Regions from separate parts of the Mus musculus genome. Here regions 1 and 2 are each linked to region 3. Evidence: chromatin contacts called from public capture Hi-C data. All regions are on one chromosome and are shown on one strand. The core of a region is the stretch at or near the end of the contact, and the rest is flanking DNA. Distances in the headings are between cores, read along the strand shown. Region 1 has its middle 62 kb from the start of Gm6360. Region 2 has its middle 27 kb from the start of Gm29895. Region 3 overlaps Slc10a7 (solute carrier family 10 (sodium/bile acid cotransporter family), member 7).

What was found. Capture Hi-C pulls out chosen DNA fragments and counts their contacts.
Region 1: a capture Hi-C map of embryonic stem cells shows a contact between it and region 3, with 2.3 times the contacts expected there. The contact joins two enhancer-like sites. A contact is called at or near these places in 1 of 15 datasets of contacts at CTCF or cohesin (large pre-B cells), 3 of 484 Hi-C or Micro-C datasets (the HL-1 cell line and embryonic stem cells), 4 of 115 datasets of contacts at active chromatin or transcription factors (embryonic basal ganglia, embryonic stem cells and epiblast stem cells) and 1 of 9 other capture datasets (embryonic stem cells).
Region 2: a capture Hi-C map of embryonic stem cells shows a contact between it and region 3, with 4 times the contacts expected there. The contact joins two enhancer-like sites. A contact is called at or near these places in 1 of 115 datasets of contacts at active chromatin or transcription factors (embryonic stem cells) and 1 of 9 other capture datasets (embryonic stem cells).

What each region holds. Positions count from the first base shown.
Region 1 is chr8:78,132,683-78,136,022 of GRCm38.p6, forward strand. No RefSeq gene overlaps it. Among named protein-coding and RNA genes, the nearest start is that of Gm6360, 62 kb to the left of the region's middle. Within about 2 kb of position 1,864, at least 4 of the 459 cell types and tissues checked have an H3K27ac peak or open chromatin away from gene starts, as enhancers often do. A contact at or near this core is called in embryonic stem cells, where this site is marked.
Region 2 is chr8:78,016,475-78,019,968 of GRCm38.p6, forward strand. No RefSeq gene overlaps it. Among named protein-coding and RNA genes, the nearest start is that of Gm29895, 27 kb to the right of the region's middle. Within about 2 kb of position 2,162, at least 9 of the 459 cell types and tissues checked have an H3K27ac peak or open chromatin away from gene starts, as enhancers often do. A contact at or near this core is called in embryonic stem cells, where this site is marked.
Region 3 is chr8:78,718,551-78,721,716 of GRCm38.p6, forward strand. All of the region lies in intron 10 of Slc10a7 (solute carrier family 10 (sodium/bile acid cotransporter family), member 7), which reads left to right. Among named protein-coding and RNA genes, the nearest start is that of Gm39203, 45 kb to the left of the region's middle. Within about 2 kb of position 1,776, at least 43 of the 459 cell types and tissues checked have an H3K27ac peak or open chromatin away from gene starts, as enhancers often do. A contact at or near this core is called in embryonic stem cells, where this site is marked.

The DNA of each region.
Region 1 (3,340 bases), core at 614-3,113, 590 kb before region 3:
GGAGTAATTTATGGTGCCTCCTTCGCGTCTTCCCAAGTCTGTTTTCTCAGTAGCTCAGGTTCCCTTTCCTGCTTGGTTATCACAGGTTGGCTGGTAGAGTCTTTGGCCCTTCACTGCTGTCTGATCAGCCTCTCTGGTTTTCCATTTTCTTCTCTGCTTTGGTAGCTCTCCGGCTTTTCCTTTCCATCTCACTGATATTTCTCTCCCCTCACCCCGATTTCTAGCGCTTTCTATCTCTACTTTGCTTGCTTTTCCTTACTTTAGTCACTGGTGTTTTCTTTAAGGAAGATTGACACTTTTCATAGGTGATAGGAGGGGTAAACCCTCCACTTACCCCACTGTCGATGAAGCCCCTGCTTCTACAGCACCTAGCCGGTTGGATGGGGCAGAGAGTGCCAAATTATTGGGAGAGCACAAGGATTCCCCAAGGCTTTCCCAATACCAACTCTTTTTCTAAGGAGATGGGATTTGGTTCCTAAGTTCTACCACAGAAGATACCAAGATTTAGGGTTTTATCAACAGAAGCGTGGATATTTGTACTTTTTAATACTTGAACACCATCATACGCATAGAAAGTTGGAAAATAAATGTAGTCACTTAGATGAGGGGGTCATAGAATTTTAGAGATGGGTTTTTGAACATTTTAAATAGCATGTTAGTGTGAATGTGTAATCAGGTATTGCCTACCCAGAGGTAGCCAGTGGCTATGAGATGAAGGACAGGCTCAAGGCGTGAAGAAGACAGGGATTAGAGAGCAGCCAAAGGCAATGAACGCAGAATGACTGGGTCACTTGTGATGCCTGTGGGACCATGTCAGAGAAGAAAGCCACCACCAGCATGAAGGTGGGCATGTGGGAGTGTTGGACCAGGTATGCCAGAGATTATGTTCCCACACTCACAACTTCAAGTCCCTAATTCCTGGAAAAGGGGACTGTAAAGGAAGACATGGATCAGCAAGCATTGTAAGTTCCCTGTGTGGGGAAGGATATATAACTCAACAATCAAACAATGTAACTCAACAGTCATTCTTGTCATTTATATTTATCATTCATTCATCAGTGAATTGTTAAGCTCTTACTATGTATGGGACATTATTCTTACAAGAGAATAAAAGAGTTATAAAGTGGTATCTGTCTTTGAGAATCTTTCATTTTAATGTATGAGGTAGATAATAAACCCTCAAACACATATACTCCTACTATTACTATTTTAACCAGTAATAATAATGACTAATACCCATATGACAGTCTTAATTGCACAATAGGTAATATATCCTATTCAAGGTACCATGTCCTAGGTAGCAGGCTATCTGATAAGAAGTAAAGGCCAGCAGATGCTGTATAGATAATAAAGGCCATTGGATGTTATGGAAACATTTTGCCAATGACGATGCTGTATAATTCAAAGTAGCAATACAGTTTTTGGAAGCTGAACTCTTAGATGTAAGTAAGTTACACTATTTATATTGGAACTCAGATATTCTCTCTTTCAAACAGGGATAATAAAGTTAGTTACATAGGTTTGTATAATCATAAAGTCAGATCACATTCCATAATGTGTGATATCTCACATAGTCCCGGCATATAGTAAATGTCAAAATCAAACACTAAGATGTGAAGCTCAGTGATAGCAAAAAAGAAAATTTGCTTGTGGCTGGATGTTTCTAGGAGAAGAAAGAACTTTCTTCAAGGATCTAGTGATCCAGACCGAGGAGGAGTATAAAGGAGACAGAGCCTTCCAAGGGAAGCTACTGCTAAGAAATCGCCATTTCCAATAGAAGAGGCAGAGGCAGTCCAGTCCATTCAGTCCCGCCCCAGGGGAGCGCAGGAGGTCAGACCATTCAGTCCCGCAAGTCCTGGAGCTCAGGGCTGGAAGGTAGAGAGGGGGCCAGACCACATCCAGCTGGTTGATTCTGGGTTCACCTGGCAGTGGACAGCAGGCTCTTTATACAGAGGTAAAGAGGAGGACTTGGCCTTCCTTTGTGTTTGTAAAGCCTCATAATCCTCTCTTGTGCTCTCTGCAGACTCACTCCATCCAGCAGGAACCGAGATGAGATGTCCTACTACTGTAAAATGAAAAAAAAAAAGTGTTCACAATGTGGGTTTTATTTTCTTTTTCCTACAATCATGTTCTAGGTTTATCAACAGTTCAGCTTCATGATGAACAATCCAAACTGGGCCAAGTTGATGTGAAGGCTAGCTCTAAGGGCATGGTTTTGTTGATTATTTGGTGTAGGAGAAAAACATGGGTTTCATAATGGCAGGATAATAAGAATTACCATCATCATCATCATCATTATTGTCAAAAAAGGGACCTTCAGAACCTTGACCTTTTCTCAAAGAGAAAGTAAAAGTTTGTTAATGCAGAACCAGGGCGTATGTGGGAAGGACCGGTAGTGGTCATGGCTGGAAAATAAAGGCAAATGGAGTTTGTGCTAGATTTAGCAAATACTGTCTTCTATCATTTTTAGAAATTCATTTAGCCTGTTAGGTAGCCTCCTGAAAACGGTAACTGGGGATAATTGGGGTCATAATACCAGTAGATTAGACTGTGATATCTTTGTCAGTGCTGACCTCTAACTCATACAGGTCATTTAATCAAGAGAAGATGAGTTAATGGTGTAACTTTATGGAGGTGGGCGGCAGACCTCAATGTAAAATTTATATTATAATGTATATGCAAATTTAACACATCTGATACTCCTAATAAAAAATGTTTAGAGAGAACTACTCTTTCAGTATATTCTTGTTATAGTTTAGTACATGTGAGAAACATACAGGGAAGTCCTGGGGAAATGCAGGGCCCATGTATCGTTATAATTAAGGCCCATTTATCATGATAAGTATCCACATGTTTCATGTGAAATCTTCCATTAAATACCAGAAAGATGATTAATAGTCGGAACCATTAATGTGGCAACTTGGATTCTGTCCTTATTCTGCAAGATACCCAGTGACTACTATGGATCTTTCTAAATGACATGAAACTAGAACTCCCAGTTGTCATCTTGGGTTTTGTATTTTCACTAGGCTTAGTTAAAATGCTTGATCCATTTTAGTTAATCAGACTTTCAGAGATAACATTGTATGGTACCCGTCATGGCTGATGCTTACAAGTTGCATTGCATAGCCTTAAATATAACAAGTACTTAATATAACTGAGTAGGTAGATGCTCAGTAAATATGCGTGTCTGTCAACAGACCACCTCAGTGTAGTCAGCACTCTCCTGTTTTATTAGAAGTCCCTGTGCTTTGACCTATAATCGATGGAGAACCAGGAACCTATAATTGATGGAGAATCAACATTTGATAGCGCTCTAAAGCATGGGCCTGTCAGCAGG
Region 2 (3,494 bases), core at 912-3,411, 700 kb before region 3:
GTTGGATGTTATCAAGGGAGATGCAAATTAACTGGTGAGAAACAAAAAACTTTGCAGAAAGTAGAGGAAGCATCTGTAATCAATTGTTATCAATGGTAATCAAACATTAGCTGCTTATTTTAGTTATTGTTACTCAATGTGCCCACAGCAATTCTTTGGCAAAAGAGAACAGTAATGTGGAATCATCTTTCTTCATCTCCAAGTAAAGTTTTAACATCCTGTTATGAAGCTGTTGTGATGTTAATAAAGAATTGTAAGATAAAATCATGAAGGTATTTTAGAAAAAAAAAGTCTTAAAAACCCGATGAGATGTCTATTCCTTGTCTCAAACAGCAATTAAATTGGTTATTGCAGAATATTGATATTTGGCCTATTGCATAGAAAACTTTTTTTGGTAAAATTTATAATCATTATCCAAAAGACAAGTTGTTTAAAATTGCTTCTATGCATGCTTTTGTATTTTCTGTAAATTTATGCATGCATGCATCCCATAAAGAATACATCTACTGTATTTAAAAGTAGCCCTTCTATGGAAGAGAAGTATATGTGATTGGATCACATGTTTATTTTATTCTTCTGAGTTTCCTCCTGCTTCAGCACAGATAATTGAATTGTGTGCTATAGCCAGTGTTTTGAAATGTTGAAAAATCAGCTTTAATTTGTATACTCATAGCATATATATATATATATATATATATATATATATATATATATATACATATATATATATATATATATTTACAATTGCTTGCAATTGTTCCCTTTTTAGATATTGCTAATTCTAATTCTCAAATTTGCAATTGTTTATGCATATACAACTCAAGTTAAGAGAAAATACTGTTCCTTTAAAGGACTGTCTTTAGACATTTAAGAACTCATCCTAGATTTCCAGGACAAGACCCCTTAAGGCAATGCCACCCCAGATTTGTATCTTAGGCAGATTATAGTCTTTACACAGAACAATTGGCCATTAATCTCATTCTTTACATCATCCAAATAGTAATGGCTTGAGATGATAATTTGGTATTTTTAGAGAATGTGCATGTGAAATTGTAAAGACTTGTTCTCAATGTCCTCAGTTTCTACCTGTTCCACATAATGGTATTAATTCTCAAGGACTTATACTTAACCAGTTATTGCAAATGGATACTCATATTTCTGATTTTAGAAAAATAAAATATGCACATGTGACTATTAATACCTTTTCAGGCTTTCTAGTTGCAACTGCTCTAACAAGAAAAACAACTAAGAATGTAATTAGTCAATGCCTATGTTAATTTTTTTATGCTTGGTGTTCCAAATCAAATTAAAACAAATAATGGAACTGGCTATTACAGTCAAACATTTGAGATGTTTTGTGAAAAATTTAATGTTACCCGTATTACTGGGATTTTTTGTAATTCTCAAGGACAAGGTATTGTGGAACTTTACAACAATATTTTCTTATAAAACAAAAAAGGGGATAATTATATCCCCATGTACATTATTTAAATCATGCTTTTTATTTTTAAAATTTAAAGATCTGGATGCCAAAGAACTCCTTGCTGAGTGCCTATAGCATTTTACAACTAGACATACTCATGCCTAAATGAAATGGAAGGATCTACTTATTGGCATATGACATGAGCCTAATTAGGTATTTAATATAGGAAAGAGGGCATGTTTGTGTATTTTTCCCCACAGAATGCTGCAGGAACTTGCTAGATGCCAGAATGATTCGTGTGGCATGCTGACCTGTGAGCTTGCTGAGTTCCCTGACAATGGTGACAAGAAAGCTATATTGGGTATATGTTCTTGACCCACCTTTGCTTGCCTATGTCCCAGATTAGACAAGCTTTTAGACCTTGTGGGACAGAGAACATAGAGTCTGTGGAAACTCATTTAGAAAAATTAATCAAGAGGAGGCTTTATAATGACTCTTCTCTTTCCTTTAATGTGACCAGTTATGCTGACTCAGTCATGGGCTGGTCTAGAAATAAATCCAATATTGGAGATTCCTATTATAAAGATAGCTAAACATCTTTATTAGCCAGCTGAATTAACTATTTCCATGAGAAGTAACAGTTTTTCTGTTGATTTTCAAAGCCACCTCCCCCACACTGGGAGGCCAGACTTGGATCTGATCATTGCTAATTTGCAACTGAATTGAGTGCCTGGGGCATCCCCACAGACAACCTTAATCTTGTTCCTTTTAACTCTTTACTTTGTATTTCAAGCATTACTTCCATACAGGCTCACCTTCAGCAAAGCTCAGATGGCAGTTATTCATGGCTATAAAAAGATGCACTGAGTGCATATTCCGGCTTTGGTCTGAATGGGGAAAAGGTATGCAATGAGGGCTGGCAGCCAAATACGGGCCACTGATCTATGGCTCTTTTCAACCTAAGACAGAGGCATGTGCCAAGAGGCTGTGTTTGTTCATAATAACATCATAGAGCCGTGTTTGTGCAAATAAATACAAACAAGCTACACATGTTCTCCAGGGCAGATAAGAATAAGTCCAATTAGATTCAGTCCTAAGACAGGCACGGCCACCAGCCACCATGGTGGTCCCAGGCAGGACCATGGAGCATAAGTAAATTTTATGCCCCAGTCCAGCTAATTTTAATAAATAAAAGGGAAGAACTGTGACCTCCCCCCAGCCTTGAGCATGCTGGCTCAGACCTGGTTTGCCACAGTTGCTGGCTCACCTATGGTGGAGTCTTCCAACCTAGGTAAAGTCCTTCGTCTGCCACATCTGCAGCTTCCTGAAAGAAGCTACCTGCTGAGCAGCTGAGCTTGTTTTCCTGAGAGATCCTGACAAAGTGACCAGGAGATCCTGGCACAGTGGACGATGGGTCCCCCACCCCCACCCCCACTCCCATAAGCTCAGACTCATAAGTAAACATTGGGCCTTGATCAGAGAACTTTGTCTTGGCTCGTTATTTCTCCTGCCACCTTTCCCATCCAACCCCATCTTTCCTCTCAGGAATCCAGTAACCCATGGCCACTGGTGGCTACAGCCTCCAGAGGTGGCAGCTGCTACTGAGCACTGTGTGCCTCTGTAGTGGAAACAGATGATGACGATGCTCCTAAGCACTGTCCACCTCTGGGCAGGAAATGCAACCATCCCCATGAAGAGAACCTTTTCTATGGGACTGACAGAACTTTCTTAGGTTTCCTTAGGATAGAAAAAATAAGCCCAACATCCTCCTCCCTGGCCTCTTCCAAACCCCCAGTCATCCATCCCGACACAGAAATCACTATGCCCTTGGTTCTCAGCCATCTGGCCGTGTCTCTCACCCTGTGTTAACATTACCTGCACATGAAATTGTGATCTTATTTACTAAAGACTTTAGCAGCTACAAGCTTCCTTCTCCATATCCAAGCTCTCCCACTCTCTGTGTGTTTACATAAATGACCCATTGCTAGTTTAAATCCAGAGCATTCCCTAGAGGATCCCATGTACAGGCCAGCTCCCCAAGATGGCATTATTGGGCTAAAGATAGAACATT
Region 3 (3,166 bases), core at 526-3,025:
CATGACTAGGGCAACTCTTATAAAAGAAAGCATGTAATTGGGGTGGCTCACAGTTTCAGAGGCTTAGTCCATTATCATCATGGTTGGGAACAAGGTGGCATGTAGGCAGACATGGTGCTGGAGCAGAAGCTGAGAGTTCTACATCCTGATCCGCAGGCAGCAGCAGAAAGAGAACTGGGCCTGGCATAGTGTTGTGTCTGGCCAGTAGATCACAACATGGGTTCTAGCCTGGAAAGGCATTTTGGAAACCTGGAAGAGAAGAGGGGCTGGGCTGCTCGAGATAAGGAAGGAACCAAGACAAAGCTCTCTGCTCAAGGTTTAATTTTTACTATTTCAGCACTCAGTTATAAAGGAAGGGGGAGGGGCCCAATTAGGCTTTTTGAAATCTCAAAGCCCACCCCTAGTGACACTTCCTCTAAAACCACACCTACTCCAACAAGACCACACCCCCTAATCCTGTGCCATGGAGAAGAAAATCCCTGCTAGAAGATGAAAGCCATGCCAACAAAACAAGTGTATACTTAGGCTGGCTAATGAGACTCTAGGTCATAGCTTACCCATGTCTACTGTTTAACTAGTATTGAATGTCTTCCTGAAGTTCCCACTGTCTATCAGCGCAGTGCAATGGTTTAGAGAGCACTAAGCTTACATGTTAGAGGTGACAGAATCAGTGAACATTCACCCCACAGCATCAGCTTCTGTTTTATGTCACATGTAACAATAGTGTTTTGCTGTTGCTGCTGCTGCTGCTGTTGGTAGCATTGAAGCATATCTTCAGACAGACTTGTCTGGGGAACTGTACAGATGGCCTAGCAGTTAACATCACTGGCTGCTCTTGCAGAGGACGCAGGTTCGATTCCCAGCACCCACATGGCTCACTATCAGCTGCAACTCTAGTCACAGGAGCTCCAACTCCCTCTTGTGGCCTCCCCAGGCACTGCATGCATATGGTGCACAGACAGGCATGCAGGTCTGCATACAAAGAAAATGGAAATAAAATCTATTCCTGAAGCTCTGTTGAGTAAAGCAAGGACCCCGTCCTGATCAGATGGCGCCTTTCCTGTGTAGTGACCATGTGAAGTGTAGTCTTACGACCTTTTGTTGTTGTTTCCATGTGAAGTACTCGCTCTGTGTACTGTCTTCACATCTTGCGAGCGTGACCATTAGCAAAGTTTTTTACCTCAGCATAGAAAAGGAAGAAAGTGACCTCCCACTTTTCCACATGTAGCCTCCACAAACATGGTGGCCCCTCCTGGAAGTTACAGCCAATGTTTGAAGAAAGGCTCTGTGACTCAGCAATCCAATTCACTCCCAAATTCCTGCTGCTAATTGTTTCTGCAGCTCTGTCAAGCGAGGGCTCCCTCATCTTCAGTCCACAGAATTCCGAGTTTCCTCATCAGCATCTGCATTCATTGACCACCTTCTCCAATCACAGCACACCTCTTTGTAACACCAGCTGCTCATTTGGGGCCTTTTTTGCATCTTTATTTACATAAAACATCTCATAAAGCAATAAGGCTGCAACCAGGCATGGTCGGCAGAAAGGCTATCTTTAACTTTCCTCATGGGCTGACAATGGTCATCAAACAGCTTTGGTTCAAAGTAAGTAAAAGCCACCAGCCTTAAGTGCTGTTGAAAGAGGCGCCGCTTCCTGTCCAGCTGTGCTGTGTAAACATTCCTTTCCTTGGGCTTTTGCCGCCATTGTTCTGTGTTTTTATTGTCACAGATCCCTGTTCTGGGGGCACCTAAGGCCCCAAGCAAATTACCAGTTAAGGTGACTCGAACACAGGCTGTGGAGCCAGCACACCATGTTGGACCAGCACCCGCACCCTACGTCTGTGCATTGCCCAGGCCAGTGTTTCCGTGCTCTGCCTCACTTTCTCCTGAACTGTGAGGATGCCCGTAGTTCACTCCATCTGGACAAGATGACAGACATGTTCTCAGAACACGGCCTCGAACAAACTCCAACTCACTGTCCTGCCTGAGCAGCAGACGGGGGCTACCTGTTGTGTCTGAAGCCTGGTCTATGCAAGGTGTCACCACCAAAGGGCCTCATGTGTGTGTTCCTCTTTCCTCTTCAAATCGTCATTACTAGAAGAACTGTTTCTTCTCCTCATTGTGCCCTTAGCATTTATTCATAACTCTCTGTTCATTTTCCTTTCTAAGCCTATTCATTTATGACAAAGGAGCGTTTTAAATTTTTACTTTTGAAGTATGAAGGAAGGGCCAATCTGTAGGAAATTCCTTGTAAGAGTCTGTGTAGAGGAACACAGTAGCTCATGCCTGCACTGGAAGGGGCATTACTGTGGAGTGACTTACAGTCATTCTAAGTGCACAGGCAGCGATGTAGGCGGGAGTGCTTGGTGGCCCTCAAGGACAGCAGAATGCCTGAGCCCATCCTCGGGTGTTGTCTGCTCAGCTGACATCTCCTTTGTCCCATTTCCTGTGAGGTGCCACCGACAGATAATTATGAATGTAACTCAAGCCTCGGGTTAGAAGGTACTGTTCCCTTCCTGAGATCTATTAGACTGATGCAAGATATCCTCCTCTTGCTAGAAACAGGGGTTTGCCAGCCTGCCCAGGGCCACTGGTGGCCACTCAGTGTCAGCAGTTTGGAGATGGTAAATCTTCCATAAGCCTGGAGTTCTGGGGTACTGAGCAAGGCTCTAAGAGCTCTGCCTGACTGGATCGAGTGTGGGATGCCTTATTATATAGGAAGGATAAAAATGTTTTCCTCTGGTCTCTGTAAAGCTCTGACAAGCTCAGATGCTGTGGTGGCTCACACCAGTGATAAGATGACAGAAGTTTTCAGTTAGAGGTGAAATGCCGGACAGAGAAAGCCAGCTGGTAAAACACAAACCCAGAGTGCATGTTAGAATGCTCAGTGCTTTGGAGCAGAAAGCACACTATTTAGATAAGGAAGCCATTAAAGTGTTCATACAGTCTGTGCCGTCCTATCCCCTTTCTGAGGACCTCTGCAAAAAGTTTGACTGGTTATCCTTGGAACTTTCCAGAATAGTTTGGGTGGGGGGACCTAGAATGATAACCAGGATGGAATTCTGAGATCCATGCAGATTATACACCACCTAGACAAAAACAAACAAACAAACAAAAAACCCTTACCCTCCATGCCTCTGCTGAACAGCTAAGTCAAGCCAGGCACACC